3 separate regions of the Mus musculus genome follow, and all the other regions are linked to region 1. Evidence: chromatin contacts called from public Micro-C data. All regions are on one chromosome and are shown on one strand. The core of a region is the stretch at or near the end of the contact, and the rest is flanking DNA. Distances in the headings are between cores, read along the strand shown. Region 1 holds the start of Nfia (nuclear factor I/A). Region 2 holds the start of Tal1 (T cell acute lymphocytic leukemia 1). Region 3 holds the start of Foxd2 (forkhead box D2).

Evidence for each region. Hi-C and Micro-C count contacts between places; a contact is called where the count stands out from the background.
Region 2: a contact with region 1 is called in a Micro-C map of embryonic stem cells, with 11 times the contacts expected there. The contact joins the promoter of Tal1 here to the promoter of Nfia in region 1. A contact is called at or near these places in 1 of 39 promoter capture datasets (cranial neural crest) and 1 of 484 Hi-C or Micro-C datasets (embryonic stem cells).
Region 3: a Micro-C map of embryonic stem cells shows a contact between it and region 1, with 14 times the contacts expected there. The contact joins the promoter of Foxd2 here to the promoter of Nfia in region 1. A contact is called at or near these places in 2 of 39 promoter capture datasets (cranial neural crest and embryonic stem cells) and 2 of 484 Hi-C or Micro-C datasets (both in embryonic stem cells).

The regions. Positions count from the first base shown.
Region 1 is chr4:97,775,802-97,779,759 of GRCm38.p6, forward strand. It overlaps Nfia (nuclear factor I/A), which reads left to right and starts at 1,825. Exons shown (of 11, transcript NM_010905.3): 1 at 1,825-2,193. The coding sequence starts at 2,167. It overlaps Gm38709 (a long non-coding RNA gene), which reads right to left and starts at 1,622. Exons shown (of 5, transcript XR_003955232.1): 1 at 1,228-1,622; 2 at 325-422; 3 at 1-12.
Region 2 is chr4:115,056,168-115,060,125 of GRCm38.p6, forward strand. It overlaps Tal1 (T cell acute lymphocytic leukemia 1), which reads left to right and starts at 1,644. Exons shown (of 5, transcript NM_001287388.1): 1 at 1,644-1,704; 2 at 3,352-3,499. It overlaps Gm33786 (a long non-coding RNA gene), which reads right to left and starts at 3,143. Exons shown (of 2, transcript XR_376559.3): 1 at 1,890-3,143; 2 at 1,455-1,742.
Region 3 is chr4:114,907,149-114,911,106 of GRCm38.p6, forward strand. Foxd2 (forkhead box D2) reads right to left here and starts at 1,750. Exons shown (of 1, transcript NM_008593.3): 1 at 1-1,750. The coding sequence starts at 1,673. The coding sequence ends at 195. Foxd2os (forkhead box D2, opposite strand) reads left to right here and starts at 2,109. Exons shown (of 4, transcript NR_030721.2): 1 at 2,109-2,510.

The sequences.
Region 1 (3,958 bases), core at 575-3,074:
ATTTCTTCCTTCCTGAAAGCCACAAGGAACCAAGGAAAAGCAGTTGCTTAGTTTGGGAAAATGGACGTTCTAACTAAAGGTTGAAGCTATTACTTTCCTTCAATCCTTAATATGTAATCGGAATAATATGGATTCCAAGAATATTCAAGAGCAGGGGGTGGGAATCAGGGGGAGAAGAATGGATTCTTGAGCATTAGCCCTAAACGGACTAGAGAACAAACAAACTTTAGACTGCCGGCTGTCTCAGCAGAACATTATATTTGGCCTTTTCTAGTAGCAGGCTTACCCACCTAGAAAAAAAAATCTGAATGAAAGTGATCATACCCCCTCACTTTCTTCTGTCGGGTGGGCATGCCTGCAGACTCTAGTCCTGTCATCTCCACCAGGGAGCGGATTCCCAGTCTGTGTGCCAGCGTCGGAATCTGGGGAGTTTTAAAGAAGGGTAGGTAAATACAGAAGGCTGCAAAACTTCAGGAGGGAGAGGAGGAGGAGAAAATGAGAGTTTGGAGGAGACAGGTATACTTTTTCCCCCTCTAGAAGAAAAGAGAGTCTAGAGAGAAAGTGTTGAGTTTTTTTTTTTTTAAGGAAGAAAGAAAGAAAGAAAGAAAGAAAGAGAGAAAGAAAGAGAGAAAGAAAGAAAGAAAAGAAAGAGGGAAGGAAGGAGGGAAGGACAGAAGAAAAAGAAAGCTGGAAGAGCAGGCTTGTTGGCAATGTGCCAAACCCTAAAACCACCCCCCCCCCTTCTGCCAAAACAATACTTTAGCAAACCTAAAATAATTGCAGGAAGCTCTTTTCCATCTTGAGAACTATTACCTGGGGAAGGGAAAAGTTGGGATCCACAAAGACGCACCCTTGAAGAGTGTGTCTGGGGAACAGGGACTCAGATGTTAGTCCTGGGCTCCCATTTGGGGATACAAACATATCTCTTTCCTAAGGGGGCAACCCTTTCACAGTTTTCCTTCTCAGTATACAGAAAAATGTCCCAGCTAAACCACTGTTGTTTCTGACGTGACAGAACTTTTTTGGGCGTTTGTGTTTAAACCCACCAGCTCCTGGGTTCTGGGAGAGAAGAGCGTTCGCTCATGACTCTCCTCCTTGCTTTCTCCAGACACCTCCTCCCCCGCAATCTGGGGAATCTTTGGGGTGATCTTCCTATCCCCCCCACCCCCAGATTCTGACTGCTATAGAGTCGTAGCTGAAAAGTTAGCAGGCTTTTGTGCATATTACCTCTCCCGACGATACTATTCCCATAGAAAGCTTCGCAGGAGAGATTACAATGCTTTTGAGCTTTACCGCATTTCAGAGGAAGGGAGGAAAAGTTACCTAGAAGGTCTGATTTTTTACAAGAAATTTGCATACATGCAAATGTAACGCGCGCCCTTCTCTGGGGTTCCTAGGGAGCCCAACCCGCGGCCCACGGGGGTGCGGGGCGCCCCGACAAAGTTGCCCCAATCCTCTCCCGACGTCCGCGGAGGGCTGCGGCGCGGGTGGGGGGATGGGGAGGAGGAAAAGTAGTTTTGTTTGCTTAAGCACATCCTGTGGCAGCCTATAGCCGCCCGGAGGACACGCTGAAAAAACCGCTCCGCGCCGCGTTCCCGGGGACCGCGCCGAGCGGGGCGGGGGGCGGGGGGCCGCGGGAGGCAGCGAGCGCGGAGCGAGCGGCGGGCGGGCGGGCGGCCCTGCAGGCTGGGGACCGGTGTCAGCGCCGCAGCCGCCCCTCCCCCACCCGGCTCCCCCCCACCCCGCCCCCCCACCCCCACCCCACCCCACCCCCACACCCCCGCGGCGGCGGCGCGAGCGGGCGGCGGCCGTGCGGTGCGGTGCAGAACGCGGCGCAGGCGGGCGCGCGGGCAGCTCGCGGGCACCCGGCCGGCCGGCGCGGGAGCGGGAAAGGGTGCGCTATGCCTTTAACGCCCGCGTACAGTAGACAGTATAGTGGAGTGTAGGGAAACTCTAGGCGGGGTTAAAGTTCAGCGCGTGGAGCGGCAAGAGCGCTGGCTGCTGCAGTTGAGCCGAGTTGGAAATGTGAACGCAAGAAGCAGGCTTGATTTTTTATTCCTCCCCCCCTCCTAGCTCTCTCCTCCTCTCTCTCCCTCTCGCACCCACACTCACGCACACCTCCAGCCCGCACACAGACGTGCACGCACCCCCCGCCGCCCGGCAGTTATGTATTCTCCGCTCTGTCTCACCCAGGTAAGCAGCTGCGGGGGCGCGGGGCGGCCGTGTGCCTCGGCGGGAGCCGTGTCTGCGCGTGTTTCTGTGTGTGCGCGCGCGTGTGCGGGGGGGGGGGCTGCAGCTTTAAGAAAGTAACTTTGTTTCCATGCGGGTGCATTCCTCCTGCTCGGCCATTTGTGTGGGCACATGGCTAATGGCGCCCTCTTATTAATGCGTTAATTAATATCGGGGCGCCGGACTGCGGAGCTCCGCCGGGGCTTGCGGGCGCCCCGCACGTGTGTCCGCGGCTGCAGCCCCTGACACGCTGCAATCTGGACTCTGGCGGCTGCGGCGCGGAGCGCGGTGCCCGCGATTCCTCCGCTCCAGGGAGGGGCGGCTGAGCCCCGCAAGCCCCGCACGCCGGCTGCACCCGGGGCGCCCTGGCTGCCGGGGTCCTCCCGCGCCGCCGCGCCCCCCGCCGACGCCCCGAACTCTTACTTTTGTTTTGTGCCAGCTTTGCGGGCCGGCCCGGGCAGCGCCCCTCGGACGCGGCGGGCGGGCAGTGCTAGCCTTAGTCCGTGGGCTGCGGAGACGCACTCCCCGCGCCGGCCCGGGACCTTGCTGTCCTTGCCTCCTGCCCGCGACCCCCAGGCGAAAGTTTCGGGGTCTGGCGAGCCCACGCCGCGGAGGCCACAGAGCCGCCAAGGCCGCGGGTCGGGCCGGGCTGGGCCGCTGCGGGCGGAGTGGGACTCCGGCTCGAGGGCGAGCGGCGGCCAGGGCCCGAGTCGGCTGCCCCGCCGCCGCCGCCGCCTAGGCAAGCCCCGGGCGGCTCAGCCAGCAGGACCCGGCAACTTTCCCTGCAGCCCCACTCGCGGCGTGGGGCCTGGTGCCCCTCCGCCTGCCCCTCCTGCCCGAGCCTCCCAGCCCATCCCTCCCGGTCGAGTCTGCACCAGCAGCAAGGAAACACTGCTATTTTGCGGCTCCGGATCTGGTCCCGTTTGAATATATTATTTATTTTCTCTGACTAAAAGGCATAAAGTCAGAGTGATTTGCGCTAATTTTTCTCTTTAAGTACGAGTCTTTATATGGCTTTAAAACATTGCACCCTGGCCAGTAATCACCTACATGAAGTTATATGCTTCCAGCACAAGGTTTCTTCACGACTCCCTCAAAACCCTGCTACCACTGTGCCTTCAATGAGTTGGAGCTAACGGTTTACCGGGAATACTTTGGAAGGCTGGACGTATCAGTAGCTTTTCCTCTCCGCTGTAGAGTCTGGATTTATTTCCCATATGACTTCCTTTCTTACTGCAGTATCTAACAGTAATAACACTGGCTATTTGATCTCAGAAGACTCTTAAATGCATCTTTTATGTGGAGATGGTCTGTTTGGGATTTAGGCCTCACATTAATAATGGATTGCAGTTGTTTTAGTTATTGTAAAAGTACCCCCCCCCCCCCGCAACTTCCAAAGTTACTATTTTAGTAACTTGTGGAAGTATGGAGTGAAAACTTCTCCAACTACTTCTGGCAGGGTTCACAATTGCATATGGATAAGATGCAAAGTGTAAGATAATTTGAATGAATTATAGTCTGCAGTGAAAGTGCTGAGATTCGAAGGCTGAAATTCTAGCTGGCAAAAGTTTGCAACACATAGAACTTGTAGATAAGACCAGCCTGCTGCAATGTCGAGAAAGACCCTCATGGACACAGCCTTGTCTTCCGAGCGAGATTTGAAAAGATAAAAGTTCTGGTCTGGGGTTGTGTATTTCAGGAGCATACCTGCGAATCCATGCAGGCCTCG
Region 2 (3,958 bases), core at 394-2,893, about 17 Mb after region 1:
AGGGGCATTTTCATCTCTCTATTGATATCTGTTCTGTCCCCCTATAGAGTCTTTTATCTTTGAGCAATTCCAGTTTTAGAGCGGTCAGGGGCCTGTGCTGATGAGGGTCAGCGAGGAACTGGGTGTTGAGATACGGAAAAAGGAGAAACAGACACTCTGGCTTTGGAGAAGACAGGAGAAAGAATGAAGAAGGGAGGGTTGGTTGGGAATGGGTCGGGAGACACGGTGGTCTTAAGAGGCTAGACAACGGCCAAAGCCGCTGAACGAGCATCTGGGAGGCGGAGATCCGAGTCGGGTTGTTTGTAGGGAGCGGGAATCCCGAGGGGCCAGGGGTGGGGAACGGGCGGAACCCGCCGGGTCCCAACGTGAGCGCTCAGCCCTCTCCTCTGCGCATTCCTGGGCCATCCCAGCGCCGCAACCCGTCCCCGCTCCCTCCGGAGAAATTGCCAAATTAAAATGAATCATTTGGCCCATAATGGCCGAGGCGCTTATCGGGGGCGGGCGGGCCCGAGGCGGCTCCTTATCTCGGCGGCGCACACGGCCGGCGCTAACGAGGCCGCGGGCGGGAGCGGGATTAGAGCGCGCGGCGAGGCGCGGGCGGGGGCTGCCCAACATGGCCACGCACACCCCCAAGGCGCAAAACGTGAGCGTCCCGGCCTTCTTCCCAGGGCCGGGAGACAGTCGCCTCCCGTGGAATTGCCCGTCCGTTTCCTCCGTCTTTCCCCATGCGCACTCCAGCCTCGGCTCCCTCTCCCCCGTCTCTTCCCGGGGGGCACTTTCCACGACGCCCCTCCGCTGCCCCTCCCGCCGGGGAGACTCTCTTCCTTCCTTCCCCTTTTCCCCTTGCGCAATAGACAGAAAAGCGCAAGGCGCTGGCGGCTTCCATTGCTTCTGGGCGGTGTGTGCGGGCGGCCGGGTTGAGAGTGCTTGCGTGAGCGGCAGGCTGCGGTGGCTACTCCCCGCGTGGGCTTTTGGCGATAGGTCGTGTGCGGGAGTGTGAAACCCTGCGCTGTCTGGGTGTGGAGATTCCGACCTCTCTGCGTTTTATTCGTTGTATGTAAATTGCCCTGTTTCTTTTCTCCACAAGGTCGGTCTGGTGTATCGCAGTGTGTGGCCTTGGACAAAGTGTTAGGCTGGTTTCGTTATGTCGGGCGGGTGTGATCCTCACCCTGTGAGGTTGTGTGTCTGTGAGCGTTTGCGTGTGACTGATGTCGCTGTGTCATGTTGGACAGTATGCCGGTCTGCCTACACCGGCTTGTGGGACAGAGCTAGCTCGTGTTCATCTGCTTCCCTCCTCTGGGCCTGGACCATGTGTGGTCCTGTCCAACAAGAGTCCTATGCCTGTGTGCCTGTGTCCTTTAGAGGTGCGTTTGCAAATCGCTGGGGGCGGGAGTGGGGGGAGGGCGAGCGAGAGATCGAGGCGCTGGTGGGGGCGTCAGCATGGGGGCGGGGAGTGGGATTTCACATTTTATTCCAAATTATGATGTATTCGGGAGCCAGTGTTGGCTCGGATGGGCGGACAGAGCCCAGTGGGCGGCAGCTCTGTCCGGAGGCTGTCTGTGCCTTGGTGTTGCGGGGGTCCCCTGGTGTGTGCGGGGGGAATCTTCTAATCTGGAAGATGAGCCGCGCTCGCTGAGGCCAGCGTCTTCCCGCCCGCAGCGCCAGGCCTGGATTCGCGCTGCCCCTGGGTTTCGCCTATTTCTGGTCAGTTTCGCGGGTGCGTCCGCGGTGGTTGGGAGAGGCTGGGAAAGACAATGGGCACATTTTCCAGGTCTGGTGCCAGGGGTGGGGGTCCTCGGGATCGTCCCGGGGGACATTTTCTCAGTCCCTTTCCCATCCCGGTCCAGTCAGACCCCCTAGCAGGTTAGCTGCCCTTGGAGTCCACTTACGTTGGAAGGACCGCTTCAGGGCCACCTTAGCTGGACAAGAAGGATCGCGTTTTCCCCTTTTACTGCGATTGTTAATACCTTCGTCATCATCACCATCACCCTTAATATCCGCTTTTAATTAAAACAATCGAACAAAAAGCTCACCAGTTCTACCCTTTAGCTTCTTTGGAGGGAGAACAAAGCAGTCCTGTCCTGTCTTAGGCCCCTCCCTAGCTGCTTTTTTTTTTTTTCCCCTAACTTGCCAGGTTTGGGGTAGGGAAAGAAAATGAAGAGGTAGTCAGAATAAAGAGTCACTCCATAAAACAAACATTAGCCTCAAGTAACAACGGGAACGAGTGTATTCCCCGCGTCTCCCCTCCTCTTCCCTCCTTCTCTGGATTAGCAAGGAGAAAGAAAACCTCCCGCACTGAATTGAAAGCCAGGGAGGAGGCAGTTCTGAGCTTCCGCCAAAGCCGCAGCGGAGAGAAGGAAGCCTTCGCAATTAACCCAAGACTTCGATGTGCCATTGGGCGGTGGACATCTCAGGCAAAACAATTAAAAAAAAAAAAGGAGGCGAAAAATAAAAGCAAACGAAATCCAGCTACCGCTCTTGGAAGTGGCGTCGGTCTGCTTTGGCCCGTCTTTCCTTTTGCTTTGTTTATCGCTGCGAAACAGTATAAGAGGTGTAAGAGTTAACTCTCATCTACTGCCAGTCAAAACCCCGAAAGTCGAAAATCTTTTGCAAAGGTGGTGGAAGAAATGGTGAAATACCTTCCTTTATATCTCTGCATCCATTAGAAAGAAAACAAGGGACCCAGCTAAAACAGATAGAGCTCTCTCTCTCTCCCTTTCATCCCTGCAAGGGAAATAGGATCTTTGGAAACAGGTTCTGCCTTGTCCTGGGCAGGAACTTGAAAGATGGGGTCATGAGGAGTATGGGACCAGGGCTCCCAGGTTCTGACCCAGCAGCCAGGGCCTGAAAACTCTTGGGTTTTTGTTGTTGTTGTTGTTGTTGTTTTTGTTTTTGTTTTTGTTTTTCCATCCCGTTCTCTCCACCCTCGTCAAATAGAGAATTACATCTTCCTGCTCTGGCTAAGCCTGGGCTAAGGTTGTGGGGGCAACCCGCATAGAGACGTCCATGCTTAGAAAACAAATTCGGCCATACTGAATTAGACAGATCCGTTAGAGGGTTCGAACACGTTCTGGGCAGCCTGCCGGAGAGGCTGTTGTTGTTGGACTAAGTAGTTATTCCTGATTGGTCAGGTGTAAGGTTCTTCTTCTTTTTCTTTTTTTAATTCGGGATGTGTTTGGGGGAGGGTGGGCTCCAAACACCTGCAAGTTGGAGGCGGAAAGCCATTTGCTATTCTTTGGGATGGCGGGGCACACGAGGTAATTCCCAGTCATTGACCCCCCATTTTCTCTCTCGCCCTCCCTCTTTCTCTCCACCCCCATCTTTCCTGGAAACTCGCTTTGGGCGCGGCAGACCGCGCAGGACCTCACGGCAAGCTAAGTAACTGCTGGTCTCTCAGCGAGAGCCGGGAAACCCAGCTTCGGGGTCCTACCTCGACCCCTCTCCAGCGGAGGAGTGGAGGTCCTAACCAGCCGAGTAGGTCTCTCTAAATATGCCCCAGGTTAGTTGCGGCCTGGAGTCTGGGGTGGGGTGGGTGGAGGAAGGGGGGTAATGTCTGTGGAAACAACAGTATTCTGGGTTGTGAACTGGGGGGCGGGGGGGGGGAGACGACTTAGAACTGAGAAGATTGGTGGGGGTGGGGGTGGGGGTGGGAGAACCAACCTAGACTAAGAACCCGGGATCTGACTGCCACTAAGCTGCCTCAGGCCTCCAGCAGGGCTCTTTCCTTTTTCCGGCCTTGGATAAAACAAGCTGGTTGGATTATGTCCTCCAGGCCGCTCCCATGGTCCCGGTTCCGAGCACATTTCACAAGGCCGGTAACTTTATTGTGGCTATATCCGGATGGCGCAGGAGCTCCAGGCACGAATAAAAGCAGCCAAAGCCACCCTACTAAGGCCTAAGGCCTAAGAAGCTGTGCTGGAACGCATTTCCACTCGAGTGGTGGCAGAGATAGTGCATT
Region 3 (3,958 bases), core at 500-2,999, about 17 Mb after region 1:
CAGGGAGGCCAGGGAGCCCGCTTCGTCCCAACTGCCGGTGACATTCTGAGCTTGCAGCTTGAAGTGCCCGATAACGCGCGACGGCCTAGGTCTGGAGACTCTTCATAAATAGACTCCCTGAATTCCGCTGGGACCGGCCGAGCTCCCCAGAGAGGTTAAGGAGTGAGGGCCTAACTGGCCCGAGCCCGGTGCGGTCAAAAGTGGCAGCCACTGAGGCCCGCGACTTTGCTGGCAAACGAGGGCCCTGAAGACAGGAGTGAGTCCCCTGGGTGCGAGAGGCGGATGTGGCCAGCCACCGGAGTCAGGGCCGGGGCAGTCAGCATGGCCAAGACTTGGGCTTGACCCCCAGGACCTGCGGCTGCGGCGAATGGCGATCCCGGAGAACCGTCGCCGCTGCCCGGGGGTGCGGCCCCGCCACCACCGTGGCCCATGATGTGGTCTATAGAAAAGGAAGGCCTCTGGCCTGTCCCCGCGCCCCCGCCACCCGCACCACCGCCGGCGTCCGTCTTGAGGCCCTGACGCAGGAGTGCAGTGGACAGGCTAGCCGCTGTGCCAGCTGCGGGGGGACTCAAGGACGCGGGGTAGAAAGCCTTGGCGCAACCCAGCTCTGCGCCTAGGAAGGCAGGCAGCCCTGCGGGGCTCGGGCCAGATCCCGGGGCAGGCGCAGGGGCCGGCGCCGAGGCCGCGCTTGCGAAGACCGAGGCCGTCGGAGGTCCGGGAGGAGGCGCCGCGGCGCGGCCCGGGGGAACTGACAGCTGGCAAGGCGCGGTGGCGGCGAAGGCGAAGGCGTGCGGGTGCGGATGCGGGTGTGGGGCCGGGCCCGGTGGAGGTGCACCGTAGGCCGGGAGCGCCAGCCCGTAGCCGTAGCCGTAAGCGCCGTAAGCGGCGAAGCTCGAGAGGAAGGCGCCAGGGTCCCCGGCCGCGGCAGCCCCGCCACGCAACAGCAGCTCCGGGTGAGGATGCGGGTGTGGATGCGGTGGCGGCAGAGGCTGCCGCTTGAAGCGCTTGCGGCGCCGCAGGAAACTGCCGTTGTCGAACATGTCGGCCGACTCCGGGTCGAGCGTCCAGTAGTTGCCCTTGCCCGGGTTGCCCGGCTCGCGGGGGATCTTAACGAAGCAGTCGTTGAGGGAGAGGTTGTGGCGGATGCTATTCTGCCAGGCAGGGAACTTCTCCCGGTAGTAGGGGAAGCGGCCGCTGATGAACTCGCAGATCTCGCTCAGCGTCAGGCGCTTCTTGGGGCTCTGCAGGATGGCCATGGTGATGAGGGCGATGTACGAATAAGGTGGTTTCACCAGAGGGCTCCGTGTCGCCGCGCCCCCCGACGGCGGCCCGGGTCCCGGCCCCGGCCCCGTTGCGCCTCGGGCTGCCTGCACGCCGGGCCCCGGGCTTCCCGCTGCGGCCGCCGCCCCCCGGGGCGCTAGAGCGCGGGGCTCGCAGTCAGAGCAACCTCCCGACTCTTCCTCGTCCTCAGCCACGTCCGCCTCGGCTTCCTCCGGGGGAGGCTCGTGGCCGTGAGGGAGCACGTCCCGAGGGGCGCGGGGCCCGGAGCGGGCTGTGAGCTCCCCCCCACCGCTGCCGCCGCCCACCACGTCTATGTCTGCGTCGGGCTCAGACAGCGCGGCCGGGGAGCTCTCGGAGGACATGATCTCGCAGCAGCAGCTGCCCAGGGTCATGGTGCCGCCGCCGCCGCCGCCGCCTCCTCCGCCGCCTCCTCCGCCGCCGCTCTCCGGCTCCGCTCGGCCCGCGGCTCCGGCTCCGCCGTGCTGCCTCTCCGACCAGTGTGTTTTGCGCGCGGGCGGGGAGGGGGCGGAGGACAGGGAGGGGATGTCCCCTAGCTCCTCAGCGCCCCCTGGTGTTGAAACTCTAGGACTTTCACCCTGCAGGGCGCACCCAACCGGTGCTGCCCCGGGACTAGAAAACCAGGCACTGGAGAAGAGCAGTAAAGCAGCCCGTTACTCGGTCGAATCTGGGCTTCTGGGCCCCTAGACACATAAGTGGGGCTTCAGGAGATTAGTCCCTCCCGCCTGGTGGCAGCCTAAGGCGGAAGAACTGTGGGCCCGGGGCGGAGCTCTCTGGGCAGGGTGGGGCGGGGAAGGAAGGGGGCGGGCAGAGGTCCTCTGCTCCCGGGCCCGGCGGGAACAAACTGCCGCGGTGGCGGGAGCTAGGCTCGCTTGGCTGGAGGCGGGTCATCCTTCTCCTCGCAGCTCCCGCAACCCCGTGGCTCCCTGGAGCCACCACCACCTTCAGTGCGCTCAGTTACTGGAAGTCAAAGCTTATGCCGGCGCAGCTGCATCTGGTGGTGGCAGTGGCTACAAACCTCCTCTCCTCATCTCCCCAAGGCGGCGCCCGGGCCACCCGGGCCGAAGCGCGGATGGATCGCCAGTGAGCCGAGATGGCCAGACCGACGCCGCGGACAAGGACCTACTGGAGGCTAAGGGAGTTCTGGAGGACAAGTGAAGAGAGTGATCCAGAGGAACAAACTCGGGCGCCGGAAGATCCTACTCAGATAGGTGAGAAATGTCTGCGGTGGTCCTCTCTTTCCCCTCCAAGGCCCTGGCCCTGCCACTGTCCCCAGGAAGACCGTCTGCTCTCACTCCTCTTAGTGATTCGTCTCCGCATTCGCCGCATTCTCCGCACACCCACAGGTCCTTAGCTTGGGTTTGCAGGATTGATTTTTTTTTTTTTTTTTTTTTTTTTGTCTCAGCATCTCAATCTTTATAATTGTCTCTCTTGACCCCCGTGCATATCCTGCGGAAACTGAGTTTTCCTGGATGTTTGTTCCTAAGTCTAACAATCCCGCTCTTAATTTCCGGATTTAGAGACTCTTACAACAGAACTCTCACGGAGATGTCCCCCCGAAGAAACTTAACCTCATCCCTGGGCCAGTGTTGCCCTTTTATCTGGGGACTTTCTCCACAGAAGGTTGGTCCAGTATGCTTTTTCTGCTAGCCAGATTCTTTTGCCCATCTTTATCCCTCTTCCCTACTCTTCCTCTAGGACCCAGAAACAAGTTGCTCAGGTTTATACTGAGCCCATTTCAACCTCTTGGGGCTGGAAGGGATTGGGAGAAGGTAAGAACTGGACAGAGGCTGGCTGTTGCCTCAACAGCGCCTCACAGTGGCCAAGGCTCCAGCATAGGGGGCCTCAATACCTGCTGTGCACTCCCAGCGCTCTGTGACCCTCCTTAGGTAACTTCCTTTCAGGGCCCTACTTTCCTGGTGTGCACCGCAGGATTAAGAGCAGGACCGGGGGACTTAAACTGCTGGGATCCCAATTTTGGTTTCACCAGTTTCCAGCTGTCTCACCTGGCTAATTTTAATCTTTTTGCCTGACTCTTCCTCTAAAATAAAATTTAAAACACCTACCTCAAGCCTGACACGATGGTTAGCCCTTGCTTAAGTAACTTCAGCATTCAGAATGCTGAGGCGGGAGGTTTGCTTCAAGTTCTAGGCCAGCCTGAGCTTCAGATGAGACCCTGACTCAGAATCAAGTAAGTAAATAAAGTAAGATGAATTTACCGTGTGACCAATATGTAAAGGTAGCCATCGAAGGCCACTGATTGCGTAGACTCTGGGTGCCCTATTCTCTGGGAGGGAAGGTGGTCAGGGAAAATGTGGTCTCCCACCTTGTAGTACCATCTACAGTAACATCTCTAAACCATGTGCTGAAATGTGTGTGTGTGTGTGTGTGTGCGCGCATGTGCGCGCATGGAGGGTATGTGGAGGATAAACTGGGAGTAAGGCAGTGAGGAGGAAATTTGCTGAATGTAAGCAAAATGTAAGGATGGGTGAACCCCTTTATCTAACTGCAACCTTCATTGATGAAGGCAGGGATTCTCCAAGCCCCCTCTGGAACCTCTGAAAAAGGGGATCACTTAGTGTGTTGGGTCTGCATAAACCAAGTATTCCTGGGGAAAGGAATAGGTCCAGCACTCAAAACAGGGACAGTAAATTGAACA